Linked DNA regions of Sus scrofa: region 2 is linked to region 1. The links are chromatin contacts, called in public Hi-C maps. All regions are on one chromosome and are shown on one strand. Each heading gives the region's core, a stretch centred on a gene start, on an enhancer-like site or on the middle of the called end of the contact. The rest is flanking DNA. Distances are from core to core; before and after follow the strand shown. Region 1 has its middle 20 kb from the start of SIRPA. Region 2 has its middle 76 kb from the start of SIRPA.

What was found. A called contact is a pair of places that touch in the nucleus more often than the background predicts.
Region 2: a contact with region 1 is called in a Hi-C map of brain, with 3 times the contacts expected there. The contact joins two enhancer-like sites. A contact is called at or near these places in 10 of 47 Hi-C or Micro-C datasets (blood, brain, embryonic fibroblasts and 6 more) and 2 of 2 datasets of contacts at active chromatin or transcription factors (alveolar macrophages and skeletal muscle).

What each region holds. Positions count from the first base shown.
Region 1 is chr17:33,627,624-33,633,782 of Sscrofa11.1, forward strand. No RefSeq gene overlaps it. Among named protein-coding and RNA genes, the nearest start is that of SIRPA, 20 kb to the left of the region's middle. Within about 2 kb of position 2,353, at least 18 of the 83 cell types and tissues checked have an H3K27ac peak or open chromatin away from gene starts, as enhancers often do. A contact at or near this core is called in brain and retroperitoneal adipose tissue, where this site is marked.
Region 2 is chr17:33,683,547-33,689,705 of Sscrofa11.1, forward strand. No RefSeq gene overlaps it. Among named protein-coding and RNA genes, the nearest start is that of SIRPA, 76 kb to the left of the region's middle. Within about 2 kb of position 2,410, at least 23 of the 83 cell types and tissues checked have an H3K27ac peak or open chromatin away from gene starts, as enhancers often do. A contact at or near this core is called in brain and retroperitoneal adipose tissue, where this site is marked.

The sequences.
Region 1 (6,159 bases), core at 1,103-3,602:
TCTGAGCCAGGGGGCCTGGGTTCTAATCCTGGCTTCGTTGTGCCCCTTTCCACTCTTGGGGAAGTGGGGATCCCACCTCCCTGGCGTGAGGACCGGGTGCTTTTCCATCCAGAGATGCCGAGAGGGAGGCAAAGTGAGCACTCAGCAAGCCAGGGTGGGCGTCACCTTCGTCCTGCAGCCGTTTGTCTTCTGAGCCCTGCTCTCCCTGAGTGTTTTATTTTCTGGTGATGGATTCCAGCTCATGTCCGGGGCCTGCACCTGCATACAAATGCCAAGAGGACAGGCGGCCCCCGGGGATCTGTCCTCGCCTGCTCTCCGCCAAGCACCAGGCTGTGAGTTCCCGGTGGGCCCGGAAGTCCCAGGATCTCCTGCGAGGGCTGGACCCCCCATGCCCTGCCGTGGCCGGAAGCAGCCAGGCTGCTGGGCCGCTTTGAGAGTGGGTGTCCTTGTGAGAATGTGACCACTGGGAGGTCTTCGGGGGACTGGGGAGGTGCTGGGACAATCGGTCGCTGTTTGGGGGAGTGAAGCTGGCAGGGCCTTGCCCCTCGGCACCGAGCCTCTTCCAAGCCCCTGCCAAGCCGGGGCCTGGTTTTCCACTGCCTGCCGGTTCCAGGGTGCTCGGGGGGGAGGGCGGGCGCAGGGCTTTGCTCCTGTCTCCAGAGTCTTAGCTCTGCTCAAGGAGGAGGCCTGAGCAGGTTTGCAAAGCAGCAGACATGCTCTGCCTGGGCCTTGCTCTTTGCAGGGCTGCTGGGGACCGCACAGGCCACGGAGAAGCTCGAGACCGTGTGCTTGGGTGGCCCTCGTCAAGTGCCTTGGCTGGGGAGACAGCAAGGGAACAAAATAAAGTCTCTGTCTCTGTGCAGCCTATGTTCTCATGCTGGGAGATGTGAAAGCTGGAGAGAGCACAAGGGAGAAAAATAAAGTGGCATGAAGGGACTCAGGTGATGATACAGGGGCTGTTTTTGCTGGACTGATGCGTGGCTCTCTGAAACGATGACGTTTGCACAGACACCCAAAGGGTGCCGTGGAGAGAGAGAGGTGTGAATATCTGGAGGAAGAGTGTTCAGGCGGAGGGAACTGCATGGGCAGCGCTGCTGAGCAGGGAGAGGACCTGCACATTCGAGAAGCGCCTAAAGGGTGCAGCGATGGAGAGGGAGGGGGAAGACGAGGAGTCCGAAGAGGTGAACCTCCTCACATCCACCGTCATCACCTCCATCCTACAGACGGGGAAACTGAGCTCAGGCAGGTTAGGCAACTTGCCTGAAGCCACACCACTGGTGACCAGAGGCACGTGGTCTGACACCCATTCCTTCTGATGCCAGAGCCTCTTATTCTCTGTGTTACGAAGATGCTTGATTGTGAAGCACAGGTGGTGCCTTAGAATCAGTAACCTGGGGCTCACTGGGGCTCATTGGGGGTGGGTCATTTTCTCTTCCAAAATCAGTGGGGCTGCATGCTGGACCCCGGGGGCAGGACCATCTCTGAGGGCCTTCCTGGAGAGCGAGGGTCTGCAGGCCTGGTCGTTATCCTCCGGCTGCCCTCACTCGTCACTCAGCTCTTCTGGGCCTTGGCTTTCTTATCTGTAAACGGAAGCTAAGAAGGTAAGAGGCAGATGAGCTCAGGCTGTGGTAGGCGATGAGGAAACCTGGACCCCCCCACTCTCTGTAGGCCCCCGAAGCTGTGGTCCTTACATCTCAGAGGGACCCTCCCTGGGCATGCGTTCAGAAGGAAGCATCTCTCCCCAGGGGTGCTGGCCTGAAACAGGCTTCTGAGAGGTGCAGATGCAGGGAGCTGGGGGACCACACTCCAGGGGTAAAACCTTGTGAAAAGGGGAGACATGGGCAGCCCCCTCCCGGCCCCTCCCAGGGCTCTCCCTGCTTTTCTGTTGCGGCATCCATCACACTTGTAATTACTTGTTTAGCATCTGTCTGCTTCTCTGGGCTGCACGCTGTCTCTGCTGGCCTTGTTCATGGCTGGGTCCCCAGCACTGAGCAGCCTGCCTGGGGCGTAATAAATGTTTGCTGGGAAAACAAACAAACAGACGCCTGGCTGGCTAAGTGAATGCACGGATGCTCTTTGGAGCAGCTGGACGCAGTGGCCCCCTGAGGTCTGGGATCTAACAGAGGCTCTTCAGCCACACGCTTCTTGTGTGATCTTGGGCAAGTCATAGTGTTTTCTGGAAAACTAGGTAGGTGAGTGAGGAAGCGTGGCTTGCAGAGGATCCTGGAGAGGTCTGGAGGGGTGCGTGGGAACGAAGTTCAGGGAGAGAGAACTGCATGGGCCAAAGCAAGGCGGCCTGCTCAGGGCACAGCCAGATGTCCGTGGGACCAGTGCTGGCCCTGCCCCTGGGTAGTGTGCACTGTGTATGAGGAAGCTCAGGCACAGACAGGAAAAGCCCTGGCCTCAAGGCTCCTCAGCATGGGGCCTGGGGGGGTGGGTGTGGGTGGCAGGCTCTTCTCCCCCTCGTGGGGGCCACGTGGAGGGGTGGTGGCACGGGGCAAGGGGACTGGGGAGGCTTTCAGGTCAGTGCTGGGGGCCTCAAAGATCAGGCCGATGAGCCCAGACTCAGGGCTCGAGGCCTAGGGAGCCCAGGTGCTGGGGAGGCAGGGAGAAGGGGAACTCGCCCTCAGACAAGGGCCCCCGGCTGTGCCATGCGTGGGGCAGTGAGGACAGAGTCATTGCACAGAACCCCCCTCACTTCTCCTTCCCTTACTTGAAGGGGAACTCTGAGGAGAGGCAAGGGTTTCTCAACTGGGGCCACTTGGGGGGGTGGGCGCTTAGCTTGGTGGCTGGTGGGTGTGCCCATGTGTGTGCCAGGGTGACTCAGAGAGGACACCACGCCTCTGCGAGACGGAATTCTATCATGGAAATCGTTTGGTAGCCCTCGGGTGGCACGAGGTCGCACAGCAAGCTGGCACTAGAATATTTCGAGCTCGCAGTAATGAAAGCAAACGGCAATTTGGCGTGTCTTCAGGCTTGAAAGCCGCAGCGGCGTTCAGTCATTGCAGGCCCGTCATTACCCGCCGCTAATGGGGCCTGCTGCTCCCAGGCTGGGGAGGGAGCGAGGGCTCAGAGAGGTTAAGTGACTTGCCCAGCGTCACAGGGCCAGTAATGGGAGGGCAAAGTCCGGGCCGCAGTTTGGCCTCTCCCCCTCCCCCAAGGCCAGGCTGCTCCCCGAATGGATCAGCTCTGAGCGGTTCCTAAGCGCTGGTTTCCATAGCAGCCGGGCCATTCCGCACAAAGGCTCCCCCATCTTCCCTGGGCTTCGCTGCTGTGGGGGCTGCAGGGGCGGGACATGCTCTGTTTTGGGGGGCAGCCGCGGGGCCGGGCGGGGAGAAGCTGACAGGCTGTTTGGACAGTGGTGGGGCCCCTGGCCCTTACAGGAGGGCCACTCTTTTTCAGTTCTTCCATTTTGGCTCTGGACTCGAGTTCTCTTTGAGGTTGAGAGGGTGGGGAGAGCGGAGAGAGAAAGATAAATGGAAAAACCAGAAACAGAAAATGGGAAAGACAGAGACAAAAGAAATCATATAAGAGCCCAGACAGCAAAAAAATGAAGAGGCATGCGCTGCTTTCCAGACAAATCGTTTCATGGCATCTTAATAATCGTGCGAGGGGGGTTCTGTTTACTCTGATTTTACAGGTGAGGAAACTGAGGGCAATTGCAGTGCTTCTCGGAATAAAGCCCAAGCGCCAGCCTGTCTCTCCCGGGAGGTGGGGGGAGAGGATGCTGCTTAAAGGGTAGGTTCCCTGCCTTACCCTGGACACACAGGATCAATATCTCTGGGTGGGGCCGGGAACCTGAATTTAGGTGATTCCCCGGGAGAATCTTCTAGAGAGCAAAGTTGGAGGTGTCCCCTGTCAGGATGGCTGTTCGGTCCTTTGCTTAAGTTTATGTGGCATTAATGCAGAGCCAGGATTTAGGACCCAGAAGGGAGTGAGAGAGAGAGGAAAGTGACAAAGAGGAGCTTTTAAAGCAAGACTGATATGCCTCAGAAGAGAAGGCAGAGAGCAAGGAAGGAATAAGGCAGGAAGAGCCACGTGGAGCGGTCGGTCTGCAGCTTGAGGGAAGCTGCAGGATCTGGTGGGATCAGGGCGAGTTTGTTGACCCTGGACAGTCTAAACGCTCTAAGCGCAGCCCTCGCTTAACCCTCTCACCAGGCCAAGGAGATGGGTCCTATCGCTCGAGTTCTGGACGAGGAAACCGAGGCCTGAGCAGAGGGCAGAGCCAGGCTTTGAACGGCCACTGCCTGGCTTTGGAAGAGGTCATGGCTCTAACCTCCCAGCCAGGATGCTCTTAGCAGACGGCCACTGTAGGGAGAGGAGAAGCTGCGTCCTGAGTGCAGCGGAGCTCAGCCCTCCCTGACACTGCTCGGGCTCAGGCTGGTGGCTGCTCTTCTTTCTGTCTCTCACCAGGTAGACAGAGCAGGGGCTCGCACCTGGGCCCGGCTCTTGGCTTCAGGACTTACCCCCTTGTGACCCGGAAGAGTTTCCTCTCCTGCAAATTGGACACAGTAGTAAGACCCATCTCAAAGGGCTACCGTGAGGCCTCGCCTGAGATGGTCTCTCTCTCTCTCTTTTTTTTTTTTTTGTCTTTTAGGGACACACCCATTGGCCTATGGAGGTTCCCAGGCTGGAGGTCCAATCGGAGCTGTAGCTGCCAGTCTATACCACAGCCACAGCAACGCCAGATCCGAGTCACTTCTGCGACCTATACCACAGCTCATGGCAACGCCAGTCCTTAACCCATTGAGTGAAGCCAGGGATTGAACCCGCATCCTCATGGATCCTAGTCAGATTCGCTAATCACTGAGCCATGACGGGAATTCGCCTGAAATGGAACACGAGATGTGCAGAGAGCAGTGCCTACTGCTAGCACGGGCTCAGTAATTGTCACTTACTCTCAGGAAGTCAGCTGTCAGGAAGTATCTGGAAGCTCAGGGGCCAGAGAGAAGCCCTCCCAAATGATCAGTTTCTTGGGGACTTCTTTGCCCTAAACTGGGGCAAGTGGAGGGGAGGCTCCCAGTGAGTCCTGCTGTTCTCTGAGCCCAAGGAAAACCTACCACACACAGAATCATCGATGGAGCAGAAACAAGGACTCCCTCCCCACCCCGCACCTGTTGCTACAGAGCCCCAGCCCTGCGAGCCCAACCTGTGACTCGTGGGCGCTCACACCAAATCTCTGTCCAGATGCTGCCATGGCTCTGGTGGGCCACGTGTCCATGGGGCCCCTGGAAGGACCCCTCCAGGGAGCTTGGTGGGGTACATAGTTGAGGTGCAGGAGCCCTGGGCATGCTCTGTTCCCCCAGCCGGGAGGGAGAGTCCTCCCATTTTACAGATGAGAAAACAGAGACTCAGAGTAGGCTCGCTCCAGGCCAAACACCTGGAACCAGTACAACCAGGACACATACTCGCCTCTAGCTGTGCTCTGGTTGGTTCCAATGAGCATTTATTGGGCCCTTGCTGTCTACCAGGCATCAGTGACACATGCGGTCATGACCTGCATCTCTCTGGCAGGTTGGGGACGAGCCCGGAAGGAAGGAGATCCTTCCCATGTGATGTGATGGGTGATTCAGTGGCAGCTGACATTCACCAAACCTGTCACCGCCCCCGCCCCCCGCACCCCCGCAAGGCTGTTTCTCATATGGACACGTTACCGCCAAGCACAGGTGGTGAGCATAAGTTGAGTGGTGAGGAGTAGCCAGCCTGGGTCTGGCATCGGTTCCGAAATGTGGATGATCCTGGGTTAAGTGAGAAGGGTGGGGGAGGTTAAGCCACGAGCCTTGGGTCGCGGTGGGCCGTGTGAGTCCCATGTCTTTACCCTTCTGACAGCACAGAGCAACTCAAGCTCTGATGTTCCTTAACTCTGTGACTGTCCGGTGCTGCATTTCACACCATTGGACTTTTGGGAGTCCACCAACTTGGAGGTCTATTATCATTACCCTGTTTTATAGATAAAGAGCAAAGCACTGAGGCGCACGGAATCTAAGTAGGGAGGATTTGAACCCGGTGCTTGGGTGCCAAGACCTGTCTCCTGATCCTGCCTCTCAGTTCTCCGGGAAGGGAGGGAGGAGGCCAGTGAGGGCTCTGGGCTGGCTTCCCAGAGGAGGGGGGGCACAGCCGAGGCCAGAAGACAAGCAGGGGTCAAGACAGAGAAGTGGG
Region 2 (6,159 bases), core at 1,160-3,659, 56 kb after region 1:
AGATCTCAGGATCGAGAATGGGTATTTGATGATGGTTATGCCCACGCTTGTCTGGTCTATTGAGGGACACAGGCAGAGAAGAGGAGGGTCTGGCAGGGGCACTGGCTGCAGCTGCCCCCTTGGCCCACGTGTGGTCCCAGGCTGGCCTGAGACAGGCTTGTCTCCTCTCTGTCACCATCAGCTCCTCCTTCTCATCTTAGACTTCCTTTCTGGCCTTCACTTAGCTGCGTCATTTTAGGGAACTTGGAAACCAGGCCTCGTGTCTTTAACTTACAAAATTATACACTCCAATGAGCCGGAAAGGGGCTTTTGGAATAATTCTATTGAAAATATGTGGGTTTTCGCCTTGAAATGATCTTCCCGAAATTATCCCCTTTCTCTCTTTATAAATATTAAAAAGAAGGAATCAGAGCTTAGTGCTTTAAATCCCTATTCAGGGATTTCTTGTCTGCCTCCCAGGAAAGCAACCAGTCGTTTCTGAGGAAGAAAAGGAAGAGGCTGGCTCAGTTCACTTTAACGTAACCCCCCCGATCCCCCCACCCCCACCTTTTGGAGCACCCCCGACCCATCCCTCCTTGAGCCCCCTACAGCTAAGCTGGGATGCCCTGGAATGCTATGTGTCAATGTGGGGATAGAAGAAGGAAGGAACAGGCTCCGGAGGGGCGGGAGAGGACAGGTGGGTATGGCTACAGAGATGGAGACAGAGAGACCCGGACCGGAAGGAGGGAGGGAGAGATGGAGTGAATGAAAGGTACAGAGACAGAGAGAGACATGAGGGAGGGAGAGAAGAGAGACAGAGCAAGAGATGGAAGCGGCGCTAGGAAGAAAGAGAGAGACAGGAAAACCCAGAGAGAGGTGGGCTGGGGCAAGAGAGGGAGAGACACAGAGCTAGAGCCCAAGAATTAAAGGAGACAGAGAATCTGGAAAGAGAGCAGCACGCGCTGCACAAGAGGAAGGAAGACCCAGGAAAGAGAGACTGGGAGGAGTCAACAGGGAGCCAGAGATGGACAACGATGCGCAAAAAGGCCCACAGAATGGAGATGGCACAGATTGACCAGTGGGGTAGGGAAGAGCCACGGGACAGAGACACATGAGAGGGCAACACAGGGGGGATGACAAGGTCTGGAAGGGCCGAGCGATGCTCTGGCTGGAGGCCAGCTTGGGCTGGGGACAAATGCAAGATTCATGTGCAGGGTGGCATCTGATGGTGGGAATGCCTCATTCCCAGCCTGGCCCCTCTGGGGCCTTCCTTAGTCCCATGGCTGGTGTTACATGGGGAGGGCTGGGAACAGGAGCCTGGCTTAGGAGACAGGTAGATCCAATATCAGCTCTGCCAAACCTTTGCTGTGTCTGTTAGGCACACTTTTCAATTTTTGGAGCCTTGGTTTTCTCATTTGAAAAGCAGAGATAATGGCGCCTGCATCATAGGGCTGTTGTGCCACCCTCATGGGGCACCACCTGTAAGGGGCTTGACACAATGCCTGAGGATAGTCTGTGTTCCACCTTACATGACTTAGTTGACATCGGGGCTCAAGTGCAATCCTTCCATGATCTCAGAACTGACAGGCACAGATCTTGGAGACCTGGGGGTAAAACTTGTACTTTATAGGCACTCAAATGGGGAAATCTGTGGGAGGAAAAGAACAGGAAATTGTGTAGCTGGGAGAGTTCCTGAGAAGGCTTTCTCAGGCAGCCATGCTGTGTGCAAGAGGCAAGGGAGGGGGGCATGTGGGAGGTGGGGAAGGTAGGAGCACTTAACTGGTTTCTAGTCCCCTGAAAGGGAATCTGGTCAGGAGAGAGGTACCCTGGCCCCCTCTGTGACAATGAGCCCTCCAGGGCTTCTGCTGGCCTGTCTGATCAGGAAGGTATCAGATGCCAGGCTCCTGTAGGCCCTTTGAGGCTGTAACATTCAGGGGTTCTCAAAGGCTGTGATTGGAAGCAGCCTGACCTGCAGTGGGGGTGGGGGTGCTGAGGATGTCCCCTGTACCTCCCTACCGCCCCCAGAGCTGCAGCAGGAACAGAGCCCTCTGCCTTCTGAAGGATCTGTCACAAAGCACGGTGGTGGGTTACTGGTTACCACATAAGCCAAGCCCTTGATCTGCCGTGTTTGAGGAAACCCTTTGTTCCTTTCAAGTCTCTATTCTCTCAGTCAGGGCTGGCACAGAGACTGAAGCCGTGTTTTCTCTTTCTTCCTTTTCTTTTCGGATTTTTAAAAATAACTGGCTTGCGCATTCAGGCAGCATTCCAGAATTGGGTTCCCAGGCTGGGGTTCAGGGCCAGGGACTCCAGCTGCCCCTTCTTCTTGGGAAGACCCGGAAGGAGAGCAAGCCGAAAGGTTGTGGGGATGGGGAGGGCATTGAACCCATGCCCTTGGGAGAGAGACTCAGGCTCAGGCAGCAACCCTGTGAGATGAGCCCGAAGAGCACAGACAGAGCGGTGGTGCATCTGATCCTGGCTGCAGCACCCCCAGGCTGGCCCACGCTGGCGCATTCCCCTCCCTTTCTGGATCTCGGTTTTGTTAAGTGTAACATTAGAGGTCAGAGCAGAGAGGGCTGCCTCTCTCCAAGGCTGGGTCCATGCCAGGCATTGCTAATCAATCCCCACCCCTGAGCCTGGATGAGCCCTGAGAATTCTTTTCGACACACTGTCCTGGGTGTTAGCCCAGGAATTGAGCAGTGAGACCTACCTCCTACCCTGGGACAAGATCATCTCCGAGGGGCCGATGTGAAGTGGGTACTCAAAAAATATTTGTTGGATGAATGGACTTTTTTTTTTTTTTTTTAATTCCTTACTACACGCCAGGCATTGTTCCAAGTACTTTCTAAGCAGTGAACAAAACAAGAGTTCCTGACCTCAATCCAATGTGTGGGGGAGGCAGGCAATAAGCAAATAAGTGGAGAGATGTATCAGGTGTCAGGTGGTGATCAGTGCTAGGAAGAAAAAGGAAGCAAAGTGAAACAATAGAGAGTGACAGAGTGTGGGTGTGGTGGGGGGGTACCTTGCAGAGAAGGTCATCGGAGAAGGTCTTCTGAGGAGGTAATAGTGGAGCAGAGAACTCAACAAAGTGAGAAATCTCTTAAGATTCCATCGCTCTAAGGCTACGAGTGGTTTGACACCAAGATTCTAATTTTTGTTGTGTAAGATTCTAGAATCCCATGAATCTAGGAACCTATAACTAAAATTACAGATTTTTTACTGTTCTCACATTCCATGACAATGAGTCTAGAATTTTGTGACTCTGAAATTCTAGGATTCACTGAAGCATCTTTTTGCTTGAATAGACCAGGATTCATTGCCTCCCCTCTCCCGCTACCCCTAGGAAACGGAGCTGAAAATAGAAACCATCAAAACAACAAGCCATTCCAGCTCTAAGTGCCATAGTAAACAAATGGTCCAATGTTGCTCCCATGGTTTAATTGCAGCAGTTACAGACAAGCCCATTCATGAAGGATCTTCAGTTGATGAAGAGGAAGAGCAAGGTCTCAGGGGTAGGGGAGGCTTGTGGGTGCCCCCGGGGAGAGGTCTGAACCTCTGTCCAGGTGAGATTGTTGCCCTGGGGAGCTGGCTGGATTTTAGCAGCCAAAGCCCTTTTGCCTTTGGGGATCAAGATGGTGGTTATGTTAACTTAGAAGATTAAGAAGGATCTCTCGATTTCCTGTCATGGCACAGCGGAAACGAATCCGACTAGGAACCATGAGGTTGCAGGTTCAATCCCTGGCCTCGCTCAGTGGGTTAAGGGATCCGGCATTGCTGTGAGCTGTGGTGTAGGTTGCAGATGTGGCTGGATCCTGCAATGCTGTGGCTCTGGTGTAGGCTGGCGGCTACAGCTCTAATTCGACCCCTAGCCGGGAACCTCCATATGCCGCGGGTGCGGGCCTCAAAACACACACACACAAAAAAGAAAGGTCTCTCTGAGAGGGTGGCATGATAGTTGGATCTGAAGACTAAGAGAATACTAGGTTTGCACACTGCAGAGGGAAGAGAATTGAGGCAGAGGGAATAGCAGATTCAAATGTCCTGAGGTGAGAGAGAGCTTGGCTGGTTCCCAAAGCAGTTGGAACATAGAAAAATGAGGGGATGAGATCAAAAGGCTGGATCCTACATGGAAGTTCCTGGGAGGTTTTAAACAGAGGAGTGACATAATGTCAATTGTGTAATTAAGAGATTCCTAAGTGCTGAGTTAAATGTACTACTGGGGACAAGAGTAGAAACTAGAAGACCAATAGGAGTCTGGTATTTGCTCCAGGGAGAAATGATGGTGGCTTGGATTTTGATGCAATAAATCCATCTAGTCCTCTCTCTTCTCTCTCTTCCATGCATCATCCCTTCATCCACCCATCCATCCATCCATTCATCCATTTATTACCCAAACACATATTAAGTGTCTGTGGGGAGTCAGGCAGAAGGCTGAAATTACAAAGATGAATTAAACATGGTTCTTAAGGAGTTCCCTGGTGGCTTAGCATTGTCACTAAAATGCTAAAGAACTGGCATTGTCACTACTGTGACTTGGGTCACTGTTGTGGCATGGGTTCAATCCCTGGCCTGGGAACTCTCTAATATCACGGATATGATCAAAAAACAGAACTAAAAACAAACAAAAAAAACATGGTTCCCCACCACAAGGAGCTCAGAAGAACGGTGGGGCATACGACATTGCAACGTAACAGTGTAAACACTCCAGTCAAGGAACGCACCAAGTAGAATGCAAACTCACAGAAGGACACGTGTTGAGTCTGGGAAGTTGGAAAAGGTCTCATGCAGGAGGCATTGAAGTCGGGCCTTCTGGAAGACACAGAGGAGCTGGACGGGCAAGAGAGTGCCTCAGACAAGAGGACACCTGAGCAAAGGCAAGGAGGTAGCCAGAGAGAGCATGGCATGTCCTGGAAATGTGTAGATGTCCAGGGTGGTGGGATCAACGAAGAGGGACACCATGGGACAGACGGAAGTTGTGCTTGTGACGGGGCCTGCCCCTCACTGTTCAGCTCCGCCTGCCCCTACTAGAGCTGAGCAATTTAATTAAGTACCAGCTCTTAAACAAGATGCAGCTGTCTAGCAGATGTTGCCTTCCACCCCAGATGGAGGTGCATCTTGGCGACGAGCAAAGCCTTTCTAGAGCATCTAATTTGTGAGGCTGCAGAAAGGAAAGGAATTCAAGAGGCTGCCCTTGTTATCGAATGGCCATCATTCATCCTACACCCCCGTCCCTTGGTGCCACTGCCCCAGGTCAGACATTCCTGTTGCCTTTGGACCAGAGACAGAGAGCAGGCTGCCGGGTGGGCTGGGAATTTGATTTGCTGGTTCTCACTTAGAGAACAAGAGAAGAAAAGCAAATGAGAAGAGTCTCCAATCTGCAGAGCCCCCAAGAAATCTTATGATAGTGGCAAGTGACCTGACCCTATTTTTCATGAAATAACCCCTATCTACTGGACTCCTCCTCAGAGCCAGGCACCATACAAGGTGCTTCACTCACCTGGTCTCTGGTCCTCTATTCCTTCCATCAGCCGAGCACAGTCCTGCCTCAGTGTCTTTGCCTTTGGCTGGGAATGGTCTTCCTCCAGATGCCCACATGGCTACTTCCCCCATGTCTTCTAATGTCACCTCCTGAAGGAGGTCTTCCTTGACCCCGCCCCCCTTACACAAAATAGCACCATGTTTATCATTCTCCATTGTCTCACCTTGCTTTATTTCCCTTCATCACCCAATATGCGTTCACTTACTACTGCGTGTCTGATTCTCTCCTCTAGAATTTAAGCTCTCAAGGGCAAGGGTTTTTGTCTCTTTTATTCATTGTGGCCCCTCCAGTACTCAAAAGAATGCTTGACACAAGACAGAACTCTAAGTATTTGTTCAATGGGTAGATGAACGATCAACGGATCTCATTGAACATCTGAGAAAAGCATCAGGGAGATAAAAATCACTTCCCCAAGACTTAGACAGCAGGCAAAGAGTTTGGATTTGAACTTGGGTCTGTTTGATTCTAAACCTCTGCTCCTTTCCTTAAGGTTTCTCCTCTTCTCTTTTTCCACAGCACGTATTACCACTTACTTATTATCTACCTGTTCCTGTGTTAGGATGGTAGCTCCACTGAGAGCAGAGTTCATCTGTTTTGTTCACAACAGACTCCTCCCACATGCATAGTTCTTCTCCCATTCTGGA